Regions from separate parts of the Mus musculus genome. Here region 2 is linked to region 1. A link is a contact called in public HiChIP or PLAC-seq data. All regions are on one chromosome and are shown on one strand. Each heading gives the region's core, a stretch centred on a gene start, on an enhancer-like site or on the middle of the called end of the contact. The rest is flanking DNA. Distances are from core to core; before and after follow the strand shown.

Region 1 (7,633 bases), core at 2,956-5,455:
AGAGCTATCTTAAAGAGACAGTGTGTTTCTCAGTAGCCACTGGAGGCAAGAAGTAGCTCAGACATCCAGAATAATCTCTGATGAGTACTCCAAAGACAGCCCCCTTCCTGCTCCTGTACTAACAGCTTTCCCAGAACATTGTTTCAGGATTATCCTTATCTTTGCATGGTATGAGTGGGAAAGAAACAGGGACCTTTCCTATTGAAGTTGCTGAGAAGGGGAACAAGAGTTCAGGCATGTGCCTGTTCACATAGCTGAAGTGTCCCTGGGTGTATGGTGTTGTGGCCAGTAGTCCACGGATTATTCATTTATAATCATTCATATAAAAACATACTATTACATATTTATGATATACCTTGCCCTTTTTGAACTTAAACAATGAGTTAAATAATGCCATCACTATCATGATATTTATATTCTACTAGGGACCTCAGGGTATTAGTAACTACCCCGTAGATTAACTTTCAGTGGAAATGAGGAATAAGAAGAAAACTAAGAATAAATACAAAAGTGTAAGAGAATTTTTAGTCTAGTGAAAGCTGAGAAGAATTTTCAACCTAGATGGTATATGAGATGTGGCATGAATAAGCAAAGGGCCATACAGGAAACAAGAAGAGCAGGAAAAGTGCCCAAAGGTGGAACATACTTGTTTAGAGAGTCCAGGAGTTGTTTACAAACCATCAGAGAATAAGAGAGGAAGGAATATAAGAACATAGGTGAGTGTGACTGTCATGTGTGAGAAATGTGTACTGATGGTTGTGCATGTGTGTATGTGTGTGGGGTTTTTAGTTTGGGGGAGACCATGAAGGTTATATAAAGCATGGATCACATTTCTTCACAGAGAACCTTAAAATAATTTCTTTCTACTGGTGTGACAGGCAGTATCTGCTGCCATCATCCATCTCTGGCACTGTAACGTAGCCATGGCTATAAATGAACCATAAACCAATGGAAGCTACAAAGCAGGACATAACAGATAATGGTTTTGGAGAAGTGGCCCTTCATTTTGAGTCAGAATGATAATGGAGAGATTGGGAGGCCCAGAGAATCATTGGGAGATTATTACATTGGTAAGCTGAGATGCTGGTGGTTTGTGCTGGGAACAGGAAGAGGATATGTTCTGGAAGTAATGTCAGCAGGAGTGGTTGGCAGGTTGCACTTAGAGGAATTAGAGCATCAGTTACATCACCTAGTCATTTAGCAGAACTAACCTGCCATTGAGTGATGAAAGGCTAAGGGAGGTAGAAGTGCAAATCAAAAGCTCATGTTTTCACAAGTCAAATTTGGTCCACCAATAATTATTCACATGGATGAACCAACTAGACTGGAAAGATTAAGGAAGGATTAGAGCAGACAAAAGTAGGTGGGCACTATGGGAACGACTATCAGTGGGCTTTGACTGAAAGTAATGGACAGAGTTACAGCAGGTGAAATATTAGAGACTATTATCAGATAACATGGTAGCCCTTGGAAGCACCACTATGTTGGGATGGAAGTTAAGGTGAAGGAAGCAAGTTCGCCTCAGGGTAAATCCTGCAAACCACTGATGAGATCCCTGAGAAGCTCCATCTAGAGCAGAGGAAGTTGTGAAGAATATAATAGTTAATATTTTCCAAGTACTCGGAAAGCCATCATGTTCATTGCCCTGTTTCAGATATTCAGTGATGCCTGTGCTCTTAAAATACAGGTTATAACTCATGATTTCCTATCATGCTGCCTGGTCTGATCCATGCTGACTATTCCAGCTTCCTTTTGGTCTTTACTTCCAGCTTCTGACCACCTGCACTGTTGCTCCTACCTACATCAATATTTGTTCCTAACTGTCTTATTCCTTTTCTATTGGACTCTCACCCTTTAAACTTCGACCTGCACTGTTGTTCCTACCTAAATCAAGGTATTTGTTCCTAACTGTCTTATTCCTTTTCTATTGGACTCTCACCCTTTAAACTTGACCTTAAATCTTGCCTCTTTAGATAGGACTTCTAATACCTCAAACTACACTACCATTCTCTAACAGATTTCTTTATAAAGTCCTAAATTATTACTATGTCACTGTTAGAATAATGGGGTGAGAGCCCCAGCAAAGGAGCCTGAGGTCAAATCTTGAGTTGTCTACTTACAAGCTGAGGAATTCTGGATAAGTTCATATGTGTGCTTCAGCTCTCTGATCTATAAAATGTAGTGACAATACTTTACTCTGTGCATCTCAGAGGTTCACTGTAGAACTGAGCTGGTTAATGTATTTAAAACCGTTTGCAGAGTGCCCAGAAGGATCAGATGCTAAATGACATTCTGTTGGTATTAGAAAGATCATCTACATATTGATGTATAATTGTTGAAACTCTGTGTACTCCTGTAAATGGTAAGCCCTCTAATAACAAGTACCGTGTCTCTCTGATAGCCAACACTTGATGCTCTTGGAATAAAATATATGTTCTTATCTTTCTCGTTCTCAGCATTATTATCTCATGTTTTCTCCTCATCAATGACCATTTTGATAGATGAGGATATCCACTTCCCAGTGAGAGGTAAAGGAGCTCTTGGTACTATGTGAGCTCTTATTTACAAATAGAGTTGGCGTCCAATTCTGATCTATAGACTGATGGTTTTCCTTGTGTAGTATTTGTGGGAGATGCCTGATTGGTCATCTGCAGGCTATGGTAGGAGAATATTGAAAACAGCTTATGTCAATGAAAGAGTTTGCATAGTAAGTCCTTAAATATTTCCTCTGGAGACTTCAACTCATCAGTGGTTATGACAAATACATGAGTCTATTGAATCCAACTTCAATTGTATTTCTAAAAATAAAACAAACAAACAAAAAAACCCTTATAACCTCTTATCCAGCATTACTCAGTCAGTTGGTGGAAGTTGGGCTAAAGGTTTGGGATGTAGAATCATCAAAGTTTTCTGAATATAGAAGATATAATCTCATATAACCTTGAAAGACATAGAAACGTGAAGAAAGAATTCCAAATCTTCCAGTAAAGGGACAGAGATAGCAATAGTGCCATTTGGAGAGATTTATATGAAATACTTGTGTTGGAGAAAACATTGCTATAGAATTCCTGAGTTCAAGATACTTTGATTTCAATGGTAGATGTCAAATCATTGGCTGTTGCATCTTTGTGCAGTTTTGAAAGACCATAAGTCTGCTCCGTTTTTAAGGACTGAACTCAGCATACAGAAAACAAAAGACTGTTTACTCCTGGATGCACAGAAAACAGGTAAGGTATTCATTGTATAAGTAATCAGGATATTGTATCATATATTTAAGAGCATATATTTCAGAATGAGTCATATAAACCTGGATGAGCAACCCCTGACATTAATGACCCTGCCTATTTGGCATCTATAAGCTTCCATGCTCTGTTACAAAGTGGAGATACTAGTATATGGTCACAAGATTACTGAAAGAGTTAATGTAGATCATGTAAATACTTACTTAACACTAACCATCATTTTTATACCAAGAGAAAGAAAGAGATGACTATTAAATATGAACAAAAATCACAGTCTGGAGTAATTCCTAAATGGAATGGAATCCTAGCACCTGGAAAGGATAGTACAAGGAATAAAATATGGTATTGGAAAAGGACTCCAAGCCCTTACACAAGTGAATCTTAAAAATAAATTCTATCATGTAATTGGACTGGAAAGGCTCTTGTGAAAGCCAAAAAACTTGGGCTCTAAAGTGACTCATAACCTACTCTTGGTGTTCTTCAGCCAACTTTATATAAATCCTCATAGTTCAAAGACATACAGAAGTGCTCATTTTAACTGGTAATTTGGAGGTCACTTAAGACTAAAGGTCATGGACTAGTTGGCCCGTGGTTCCCAGGATAGCTAGGCAGCTCACCAATAATTGGTGGTCCCTTGCAGGCATAATCACTGTTTTGTCCAATGGTATCCATTGACACGGCTTGGAGTGGCTAATGGCAAGGCACATTCTACTCGTTGTCAAGTGTGGAAAAGGAAACCAATGTTTTGGAGTACTTTTTTGACTTCAAGTGTTCTATTACAAAATGTCCATATCCATTAGATCTCCAAACTTTATTGAAGTAAATGTTCCCACCCTTTAGGCTGTGGGAAAGCAATGGTTAATGACTCTTAGGGATTTTGTGAGTCACAAATCTAGATAGGTGACCTTTGAGCCAAGACCAGTGCCAGCTCTTCCATATCACTCAGTCCTGATAGATTCTAGTTAATCAAAAGCTCATAGCCCAGGAACAAGAGCCATTGAAAAATGCCTGTAATCATACTTTGCTATAGCTTTATCTAGAAGAAGTAATTATAAAAGTAAGGGAAGGGGAAGCCCCATTCACTTCATACTTCCCTCTTGGGAGAGGTCTTTTGAGTTAAATTCCATTTCCATGGTTCTGTAGGTGGTTTCACAATGAGATAGACATGCCTGTTCAACAGAGGAAGTAGTTGGCCCCTTGTCTCTGGGAGAAACAAGAAAGGATGCCATGTTATTCAGAACTAGGGCTTGCTGTAATCTCTGGGCATCGATCCCCTATGCTCTACCCCCTTTTCCTCCAAAGCACTGGGGGTGGGGGTGGGAAGAGTATGCAACCTCATCTAGATTTTGGTGGGGTGTTGGAGATCCTAATTAGGGTTCTCAGCTTGAGCAGTCTCAGAACTCATTGAGCCATTACCTTGGTCCACTTAAGATTCTGTGTCACATTCTCAGAAGTTTTGATTCATGACAGCAAAGTTCATCTCCAATCCAGGAAAAAAAATAATTATGCAGGTGCGCTTTAGAGAATTTAGTAGTATCTGCCTGACTGGGATGCAAGAAAAAGCTGTAGAAGCCAGGAAGATGTGCTTGGAGGAATTAGTAGGGGAAAGTTCAGAAGAGGATTTGATTCCATGATAAGAGGTTGTGAAAAAAAAAAAAACTGGATGTTTATGGATTCCTGTTAGCCTCGTAGTGATACAGTGCATACATTATAATAATCACTGTTGCAGAAAGACTATATTAAGTTGGTTCAATAGATTTAGAATAGCTAGGAGAACAGTTTTTCTCTTTATACCACCCACGCCCCATCAATAGACACACAAACATATAGATTATAGATAGATAGATAGATAGATAGATAGATAGATAGATAGATAGATGATAGAGATGGATAGATAGAAAGACACATAAATATACAGATGATAATTAATTAGATAGATATAGATTGAGATATAGAGAGATGTCTTCTTTCGTTATCTGTGTGTATATATGTGCACGTGTATGGGCATGACTGTGTGTTTGTGTGTCCATGTTGATTCAAATAAAGATATAAGGAGGCTTGAACTGAAACCAGTAAAAAAAAATATACATTCTTGTGATGTTTTAATAAAATTATCCTCATAGGCCCTCCGGGAGTGGTACTTTTTGAAGTAGGTGTGACCTTGTTGGAGGAAGTATTGTCACTCTAAATGGGCTTTGAGGTTTCAGATGCTCAAGCCAGGCCCAGGGTCACCCTCTCTTCCTGTTGCCAGCTTATCTGGATATAGAACTGTCATCACCATGTCTTCCTGACTGTCACTGTCTTAGTTAGGGTTTCTATTCCTGCACAAACATCATGACCAAGAAGCAAGTTGGGGAGGAAAGGGTTTATTCGGCTTACACTTCCATACTGCTGTTCATCACCAAGGAAGTCAGGACTGGAACTCAAGCAGGTCAGGAAGCAGGAGCTGATGCAGAGGCCATGGACAGATGTTCTTTACTGGCTTGCCCAGCCTGCTCTCTTATAGAACCAAGACTACCAGCCCAGAGATGGTCCCACCCACAAGGGGCCTTTCCCCCTTGATCACTAATTGAGAAAATGCCTTAGTGTTGAATCTCATGGAGGCATTTCCTCAACTGAAGCTCCTTTCTCTGTGATACTCCAGCTGTGTCAAGTTGACACAAAACTAGCCAGTACAGTCACCATGCTTCCTGACATACTGATAATGAGCTAAATCTCTTAACTGGGAGCTATCTTTAATAAAATGGTTCCTTATAAGAGTTGCCATGATCAGGTGCAGGGTACAATCATACCAGGCTCCTGTCAGCAAGAGCTTCTTGGCATCAGCAATAGTGTTGGGGTTTGGTGTCTGCAGATGAGATGGATCCTTAGGTTGGGTGGTCTCTGGGTAGCCTTTCCTTCCTTCAGTCTCTGCTCTACTCTTTGTCCCTGCCTTTCCTTTAGACAGAAACAATTCTGGGGTAAATTTTTTGAGATGGGTGAGCTCGATACATCAACTGGGGGTTCTGCCTATTGATTCCCCAGCATAGTTGGACACTAGAGTGGTGAGGCGTGTGTGGGAGAGTGGGTGTTCGAGCACCCTCATAAGGGCAAAGGGGAGGGAGAATGGGATGGAGTGGGTTGGCAGGGTACTGGGAAGGGGGATATCATTTGAAATGTAAACAAATCAAGTGATTAATAAAAGAAAGAAGAAAAAGAGTTGCCCTGGTCAAGGAGTTTCTTCACAGCAATAGAAAGCCTAAGAGAATTTTCAAGTAAAAATAGTTTGGGGACATTCAATACAGACTTCATTCAAGTCAGGGTACACAGAAGCCACAAGAATACTGTTTAGAATCTTGGAGACCTGGAGCAAGAGAATGGCTTCCTGTATGGATAAAGTAGGCTTACTATTGATGATTCCTTCAGTGTATAGTAAGCCTCAAATCAAGGAAAGCATGGAACACATCCCTTAACCCCAGGCTTTCCTTCTCTCTGTTTTCACAGCCGAAGCACAGCAACTAGGGAACTGATGATGCCAAGCCTGCCAAGCAATAGCACTGGATGGAGAAGGATGGCAAGTGGCTCTAGAATGGCAATGAAAAATGCAGTACCCAGGAAATGAGCATAAAAACATTCAGAAATCAATGAACTGAATAGGTTTTTGTGAATTAGAGTCCATATGAGAACATATATATAGAGAGCAAGAAAGAGAGGAAAAGATTATGAACCTGGGACTTCTAGCTGAAGTCATGAGGATCGTTGTGGTACACTTGATTTAGGAGTGGTAAACATGGGAAACTAGATTCTTAAGGAGGTGTTCATGACTCAGAAGTATGTTGATATAAGATACATGTTGATTAAAGAGCACCCCAGTGCAAATGCCAGCTGGGCAGGTGAGTGAAACAAACCATATCTCAAGGACACGTGTAGGCTCCAGAAATGCATTTGAGAGTTGTCAGCACATGCATGGTGCCTAATGAGATGATAATGGCTACTAACTAGAGGGAGTGTGTAAGAAAAATCAAGAAGACAGCCTACCTCCTGCTTCTTCGATCAGTTGAGAAGTAGCTATTACGGAAATTCGAGGAAGAAGAAAACAGAAGGAACCCTTAGGCATGCAGGATGTCAGAAAGTCCTAAGGAAAGAACATTATTGAAGGAAGGGGTGGAACAATCATGAAGAATGCACAGCTGAAGCTGTGACTCTTCAGTAAGTGGGAAAGGGAGGAGGCCTGGTTAGAATGAGCTGTCCACCAACAAAAGTGATAACGAGTTACTGTGTTCCCTCTCTCACTAAATAAAAGAAAGTTAATGCTGACACGTTATGTCAGCAGTTCGCAACCTCTGTGTCATGACACCTTTGCAGGCAAAGGATCCTTACACGGGGGTGACCTAAGACCATCACATACATTT
Region 2 (7,633 bases), core at 1,451-3,950, 880 kb before region 1:
TCAAAAAACCAAACAACAACAACAACAACAAAAAAAACAAAAACAAAAACAAAACAAAACAAAACAAATTGTCTAAAAACATGCGTTGTTCTAGTTTGTTTTCTGTTATTGCAGTAAAATACTGGCTGAAACCTACTTAGAAAGAGAGGGTTTATTTGGCTGACAGGTTCCAGCCTATCTTCAAGGGAAGCCAAGGGACCTTGGAGGAAGCTGGGACCCACTCAGGAGGAAAACTAGAATCCCATAGAGACAGGTACAGGGAGGCAGGAACTGAAGCAGAGACCAGGGAGGGCCACTGATTACTGATTTATTACCTATGTCTTGATCAGCTATGGATTTTAAACAGACAAGGACCTAGGGATGATCCTGCCAATGGTGTTCTGGGCTCTCATTAATTAATTAGTTAGTTAGTTAATTAATTAATTAGGAAAATACCCCAGAGATATTTTTATAAGTCAATGGTGAAGACAATTGCTCAATTAAAGTTACATTTCCCAGGAGACATAGTTTGTGTCAAGGTGACAATCTGGAATGTGGCAATGCACACCAGTAATTTCAGCACTTGCAAGGCTGAGGCAGGGGAATTGCTGATCGTTCAAGGCCTACAGAGTAAATTTTGGGACAGCCAGAGCCATAGAGCAAGATTATGCTTCAGGGGAAGATACCATCTACTTCATACTCAGGGTCTAGATGGAATTGGGGTTGGACCTGACCTGAAATCCTCTTCCCTGAACACAGCCTTTCAAAGGAGGGAAGAACCAACAGCCCTATCCAGCTATGACACCACCAATCCACAATGACAACCAGCATAGCTCCGTAAGCCTAAAGGTGCAATAGTGGCATGCATGTCATAACTGTAACCACAGCTCTTTAATTGAAGAGAAGACCTGCTCAGCAAAGGGAAACCCATGTCTTGTACTGGAAACCTAGTCAACTACCCAGGGTTAGGAAATCTTGTAAGAGGAGCTGTAACTGCTACTCTACTAAACCAGCATAATCCCCAACTATGGTCAAAACCTTTGTCCTTACACCCGCAGGTAAGTGTAGTCCTCAACACCTCCTTTAAAGAAAACTTCTTTTTGCAAAAGACAAAGACAATTAAAAAAAAAAAAAAAAAAGCATAGCCAATCAAAATACAAAGCTATAGAGCCTCATCCCAAAGTGTACATCTACAGTATAGCTCCCTAAGGCTTAGGGGCTCACTGTGGAAGAAAGGATAATAGGAAGATTGTAGAGTCAAAGAAGCAGTGAGTTTTCTGTAAGAACATGTCTTCTAGAAACGTCAGAAGCTACACCCGCTCTCCAACATGACTGTCTAAACATGAGCTGAACATGAACAAGGACAAAAACAACATGCTAACAACACTGGTAGAATAAAGCCCACAAGGCCCCAACCCTATGTAAAAGACTACTAAGAAAAGCTGAGACAGGAGAAATGGTCTTCTCTAGGGAAGAACACGACAACTGCTTATCCAATACCAAATGGTCAGCCTTGAAATCACACACATACAAGTAACATGCACAGGCAAGGCAAATTGTTTTTCTATATTTAGGAACACACACACACACACACACACACACACACACACACGTATGCGTACATCCACATGCATATAGACATTCACATCCATGTGTATGTAACAACAATTAAGAGACCTTTAATTTGGAAGAGAGCAAGGAGTGATATAGAAGAGGGTTTCAAGGAAGGAAAGGAACGGGCAAAATGATATAATTATAATCTCAGAAAATTAAAAGAAAAATGTAAAAATCTTTCCCAAAAGAAAGCAAGGAAACAAGGAAAGGAGGGGGGAGAAAGAAGGGAAGGAAAAGAACACATGAAAAGAGAGCGGAAAGGAGGCTTTGCCACTCAATACCAGCCCCGCCCTCTCACCCATTATCCAGGCTGCCCTGTAACCTTGCTCCAGCCCAGCCCACTTTCGCATCGCATCCTTCTCCACGAATCCTGAAGTTAGTACTGCAGTCCAAACTGGGAATCCTCAAATTTACCTCTGCGTGGGGCTGCACATGTGTTTCCAATTTCATGACACACAGGCAAGCTGGTCTGTGATGTGACCTCACACATTCACTAGCTGGTGGGCCGCAGAATCCTGTGTCACACAAGCCCACCAACGCTTGAGTCAGACTTCCTATTTCCGGCAAATGTTAAGCTGTGAAAGACATACTTCTTACGAGTAGCCCAAACATCCATCAGCTGGGGGAGGGGCCTCACACAATGTGGGACATCCGTGAAGCACAATGTTCCCCTCCTCCAGTGCAGGAACTGACAAACCACTCAGGGAGGGGACGAACAGAAGATCCTCACAGGTATGGCACCAGGTGACAGGAGCCAAAATGAGGAGACCACAGCCTTGGCAGTTCCATTAGCATAACATTCTGAAAAGGGTAACTCGGGCAGGTCTATGTACTTGTCAGAGCTGGAGCAAAGGAGATTCACAACAAAGAAAGGGGAGAGTTTTAAGGATGATGGATGCATCCTAGGTCTTGATTGTGACATAGGACTTGGCAGTGCTACCGAGCTATCTACATTTACCGAAACACATCGGAGTATTAAAAACAAACAAACAACAACCAAAAACACAAACACAAAGAATGAATTCTCCTCTTAAAAGCCTCTCTTTAGAGAAACCTGATTTTATGGGTGAAATTCAAAATCTATTCATATTAGTCATCCTTCTTGCTCACTGCTTTTGAGAATGTTTTTTAAATCTATTACTCACTCTGCTGTGGAGTCTGTTTATCTTTTGTTATTGGCTTTGGGAAATGCTGTGTGTGTGTGTGTGTGTGTGTGTGTGTGTGTGTAAGTAATATATTACAGACACTCTAAGTATCTTCCAAGTCTTAGTTATATTTTACTTTCACTTAGGTATCATTAGCAGGAGGGCTTGGACCATGGCATTCATGTAGAGGTCAGAAGACAAATTAAAATCATCAGTTCTCACCTTCCACTTTACATGTCTTGGAGCCAGGGACAAAAGCCAGGTTGTGAGGATTGGCCACCTCCCAAGCCTTTACCACCTGCAATCCTAGGTGTGCTATTTCTCTTTAATATCTCTTTTTTTTATCGAGCTCGTCTTCTGTGTTCCGTCTCTCTAGTTAACTTTGAACCTCAGCGTCTGACCTCTACCTCAGTTACTCACACAGCCCCTCAGTATCAATGTCTTCCCTGGCCATCAGCCCTCCCCACTTCCATCACATGTTCTTTACATTATACAATAATGTGGCCTACATGCATATGCTTCCTCGCTTGCAATAAGTCCTTGCAATAAGTCCCTTAAGTATCAATACCACTGTGCCTTTGAGCACTCCTGAATAAGCAAAACCTACCCAAGCATTCTGCACACAGCAGGTATCTCTAAACATCAGCTGATGAAGTGAGGGGGGAAGAAAAATCCAGGAGCTAGGCATGCAGCGGTGCAGGCCTGGGAGGTGTACAATTGGGGAGATCATAAATGTTTGGCTAGCCTAGAGTTCATAAGGAGCTTGAGGCTAGCCTGGGGTACATTAGAAAATGTTATTTGAAAAAGACAAAGGGCCAGGCAATGATGGTGCAGGCCTTTAATCCCAGCACTTGGAAGGCAGAGGCAGGTGAATTTCTGAATTTGAGGCCAGCCCTGTCTACAGAGTGAGTTCCAGGACAGCCAGGGCTACACAGAGAAACCCTCTCTCAACCCCCCCCAACCTCCCCGCCCCCCCCCCCCACACACACAGAAGAGAGAAAGAGAGAGACAGGGAGAGAGAGAGACAGATAAGAGGGTACATATGATAGAGATAAACATGTTTGTAGCAAGTAACTCACTAAACATTTAAGACAAGTTAGAAGATCATGGAAAGAGCAACATTGCATGTCTCCAAAAAACAGTAAATTCACCTAAAATTCTAAAAATCTTTAGATGCTAGAATACAGAAACCCTGGCCGTATGATTTGTCAGGAACAAAAAAAAAAAAAAAAAAAAAAAAAAAAATCAATCTATCTAAGTGTTTATAAAGCTCAGTAACTAAATAAAATAAATCATATCGAAGGAAAGAGTAAACAATGAAACAGACCACAGATACTACTCAACCAATAAAGTCAGGTGAGCAATACATAGGCTTATTCAGGAATGTGTATGACCTACGACCGGGCAGCAACAAAGCAAGAAGCCAGCAGCTCAGCATATACACGGTAATTATTATAACTATCTAAGAAAAAAAGCAACGACAGAAAGACAAAACCCAAGATAATATTAATCATACTTGACTGAAGAAATTTTTTCAATTTTATAACTGTTTTTGGTGGGAGTAGATTACTGGAGGGAAGTGCTGGCCATCAAATCCATACAGGGCCTTATGCACGACATACACATACTGCCAAGTCCCTAACTTCAGAAACCATTCCCCCTCCCACATCAGCTTTTCCTTTCTCCCTCCTTCCCCTCCCTGATGGGGGTGGTGTTTACAGAGGCTTGAACTCAGGGTCTTGAGAATGCTGGGAGAGCATTCTAACACTGATCTGTCTGTCCCCCAGTCCTCCTTCCCATTCTGACGAATAAGCTCATCCTTCATTGAGGACGAGACTTTTCATTTCCCTAGTCATACCTCTGTCCCAGAATTCCCACCAGATGCTTGCTCCCGAAGCCCACCTTCCCCGTGCTCCCCAGCATCTGTCTAAATACTTGCTGAGACGCTTAAAAGGTCCTATTTTAGCCAGGTAGTGAGGGTGCAACCCTTTAATCCCAGCACTTGGGAGGCAGAGGCAGGTGGATTTCTGAGTTCAAGGCCAGCTTGGTCTACAAAGTGAGTTCCAGGACAGCCAAGGCTACACAGAGAAACCCTGTCTCAAAAAAAACAAACAAAAAGAAAAAGAAAAAGAAAAAGAAAAAGAAAAAGAAAAAGAAAAAACGAGAGGCCCATTGGACACACAAACTTTATATGCCCCAGAACAGGGGAACGCCAGGGCCAAAAAGGGGGAGTGGGCGGGTAGGGGAGTGGGGGTGGGTGGGTATGGGGGGGACTTTTGGTATAGCATTGGAAATGTAAATGAGCTAAATACCTAATAAAAAATGGAAAGAAAAAAAAAAAAAAAAAAAAAAAAAAGAAAAAGAAAAAACAAAGCAAAAATTGTCCCAAGCTAATGGCACATACCAATCAGTCTGACCATTGTTGATCTAGATAGCACTCTACTCTCTTACTTCCCCACAGACATCTCACTTCCTGTCTCCATTCAACACCCCATGACCCAGGGACCAGGCTGCTCAATGGTCAGTCCTACCAGGAAGAATCCAGCTGCATCTCTCCCTGTCCTGGGGCCAGACTTCTCTGCTGCAGCAGATCCATGGCTACGGTCCCACCCACCTGCCTATTCTCTCCCCTCAAACGGGCCAGCAGTTATGTTCACCCTCCTTTTTCTCTGCCGTAGAAGGATTTTTTTTAATGTCGTTTTGATTTTTTAATGTTGTTTTGTTTTGTGTTATTTTTGGATAGAGTCTTCTGTATCCCAGACTAGCTACAAATTCAATTTGTAAATGGGCAAGACCTTGAACTCTTCCCTGCTTCCCTCCGTGTTAGATAGAGATCAAGGCCAGGTTTTAGGCATGCCCAAAAAAACAACCTAAAACTGAGCTAAATCAATCCTCCTGGAAGCATCTTGAAAAAGGGGTATGGCTTCTTCTCTTTGCAGAATCCCCTGCCTGCCACTCACACTGTTCACTAAATGCCTCCCAGACCTCAGACTGTCTCATGGAAACATTACCAAGTACAGTTTTAGATTTCCCAGTAATGCCAGGCGTGGTGGTGCATGCCTTTAATCCCAGCACTCGGGAGGCAGAGGCAGGCGGATTTCTGATTTCAAGGCCAGCCTGGTCTACAAAGTGAGTTTCAGGACAGCCAGGGCTATAGAGAAACCCTGTCTTGAAAAAAGAAGTTAGGAAGATTTCCCAGTAGCCACAATAAGTAAAGCTAAGAAACAGATGAAATTAACTTTAAAAGCATATTATTCCGCCTAACCCAAGGCAATCTAAAATATTACCCTTTCAAGATATGATCAACTGGACCAAACTGGATCACTCAGATTTTACATCCCCTTTTGGGTGTGCTTTCAAAAAAAAAAAATCTATGTATTTAACAGAAAGCACATTCCAAGTTCATTTTAAAAACACTCTGGGCACAGAAGGCTACTGGACTGGATGGTGGAGTTTTCCATGCTGGAATCTCCAAGGAAAAGCCTGCAGCTTACTCCTGTAGCCCCATCAAGAGCTCACAGCCTAAAGAAGTGCTTATGGTGTGTGCTTAGTGGCTCCTCACACTCCACTTCCAGCTGCCCCTTCCTCCAGTCCCATTTTCTTTTTTCTGATCTCAAAACCTAAATTGAATAGAATCGTATCACCCACCACCTAAAACCTCCCAGTGAACCAGTGGGTAAAAGATAAACAGCTCTCAACCAGAAGGTTACAAATGAATAATCCCAACCCTTGGGAAGGTGTGGCTACATAGTCCAAGTCCCAGCCTGAGCTATATACATACATAATGAGACCTGGTCTCAGGAAAGGTGGGAGAGGACTAGGGAATGGGTCAGTCAGTAACGTGCGGGCCTTGCAATCATACCTTAAATTCAACCCTCTGCATCAGCAGAAATAAAAGGCCTGCTTGCAGCCTAGCCAGTGAACTCCAGGTCAATGAGAGATCCAAAGGTGGCTTGCACCTCAGGAATGTCCTCTGGCTTCCACATGTACCACGCACACACATGCGCTCAAATACACTTCCACGTACACAAATAAGAGCTTTTGCACTTTCTGAAAGGCCCTGTATGTAGCATGTGACTCTGGTTTCTGTTTCTATTGCTGTCACCTGACTGACTCTCCTTGGACCCTTCCCATTCTTCTTGCAGATCCCCACTCTGACCTTGGTGCCTGTCTGACCTCTCCCCAGGGCCAAAAATACACAGCCCTACACTAGCACACAAGTTCCTGAGCCCATAGGACCACTGCATTACCCCGGAATTGCTTTACCCAGAGAGCCTCCCTCTGCAGCCAACTCCACTCCAGCCCTCCAGATGCTAATGTCTCTCTGCTAGGCTCCAAGCACTTTCAACCCTCACTGATACCATACATGTCATTACTATGTGCAGAATTCCTCACGTGTCTCATCTTGCTATATTATAAGTCCCACTACTTTGGAAACCTATTGGAATAGACTTGGCCTGCAGTAAATATATCCCATGAGCATGAGAGTAAAGGGCAGAAGGAACAAGTGTTCACAGGGTTTAACCATTTACTGGCAAAAGACAGACACACATATGCAGTCTACCAAAAATAAAACAAAACAGGCACACGTTACAAAGGAAAATAAAATGCTGTAAAGGAAAGACAGCCACCGAAGAAGCAGGATAGCAATGATAAACACGGCAAGAACTACTTACGTGGTGCCCACTGTATGCCAGGCCTGCCCAGACACAAGCTGAGCCGGACACTAGGCCCACGTGGCATTGACATCATCACACGTGCTCCTATGCACATACACACACACACACACACACACACACACACACACACACACACACACGCACGCACACATGCGAGCATGCCCTCCTTCCACCCTGTTCTCTTGGGTACCTTGATGAAAATGGAAGCCATAGGAT

What was found. HiChIP or PLAC-seq counts read pairs in DNA pulled down with a chosen protein or histone mark.
Region 2: a CTCF HiChIP or PLAC-seq map of the NIH/3T3 cell line shows a contact between it and region 1, with 5 read pairs. The contact joins two enhancer-like sites. A contact is called at or near these places in 1 of 15 datasets of contacts at CTCF or cohesin (the NIH/3T3 cell line) and 1 of 9 other capture datasets (embryonic stem cells).

The regions. Positions count from the first base shown.
Region 1 is chr15:61,165,778-61,173,410 of GRCm38.p6, reverse strand. It overlaps Gm38563 (a long non-coding RNA gene), which reads right to left. Exons shown (of 3, transcript XR_875374.2): 3 at 6,448-7,633. Among named protein-coding and RNA genes, the nearest start is that of Gm38563, 12 kb to the right of the region's middle. Within about 2 kb of position 4,205, at least 20 of the 459 cell types and tissues checked have an H3K27ac peak or open chromatin away from gene starts, as enhancers often do. A contact at or near this core is called in the NIH/3T3 cell line, where this site is marked.
Region 2 is chr15:62,044,073-62,051,705 of GRCm38.p6, reverse strand. All of the region lies in intron 1 of Pvt1 (Pvt1 oncogene), which reads right to left. Among named protein-coding and RNA genes, the nearest start is that of Pvt1, 9.9 kb to the right of the region's middle. Within about 2 kb of position 2,700, at least 62 of the 459 cell types and tissues checked have an H3K27ac peak or open chromatin away from gene starts, as enhancers often do. A contact at or near this core is called in the NIH/3T3 cell line, where this site is marked.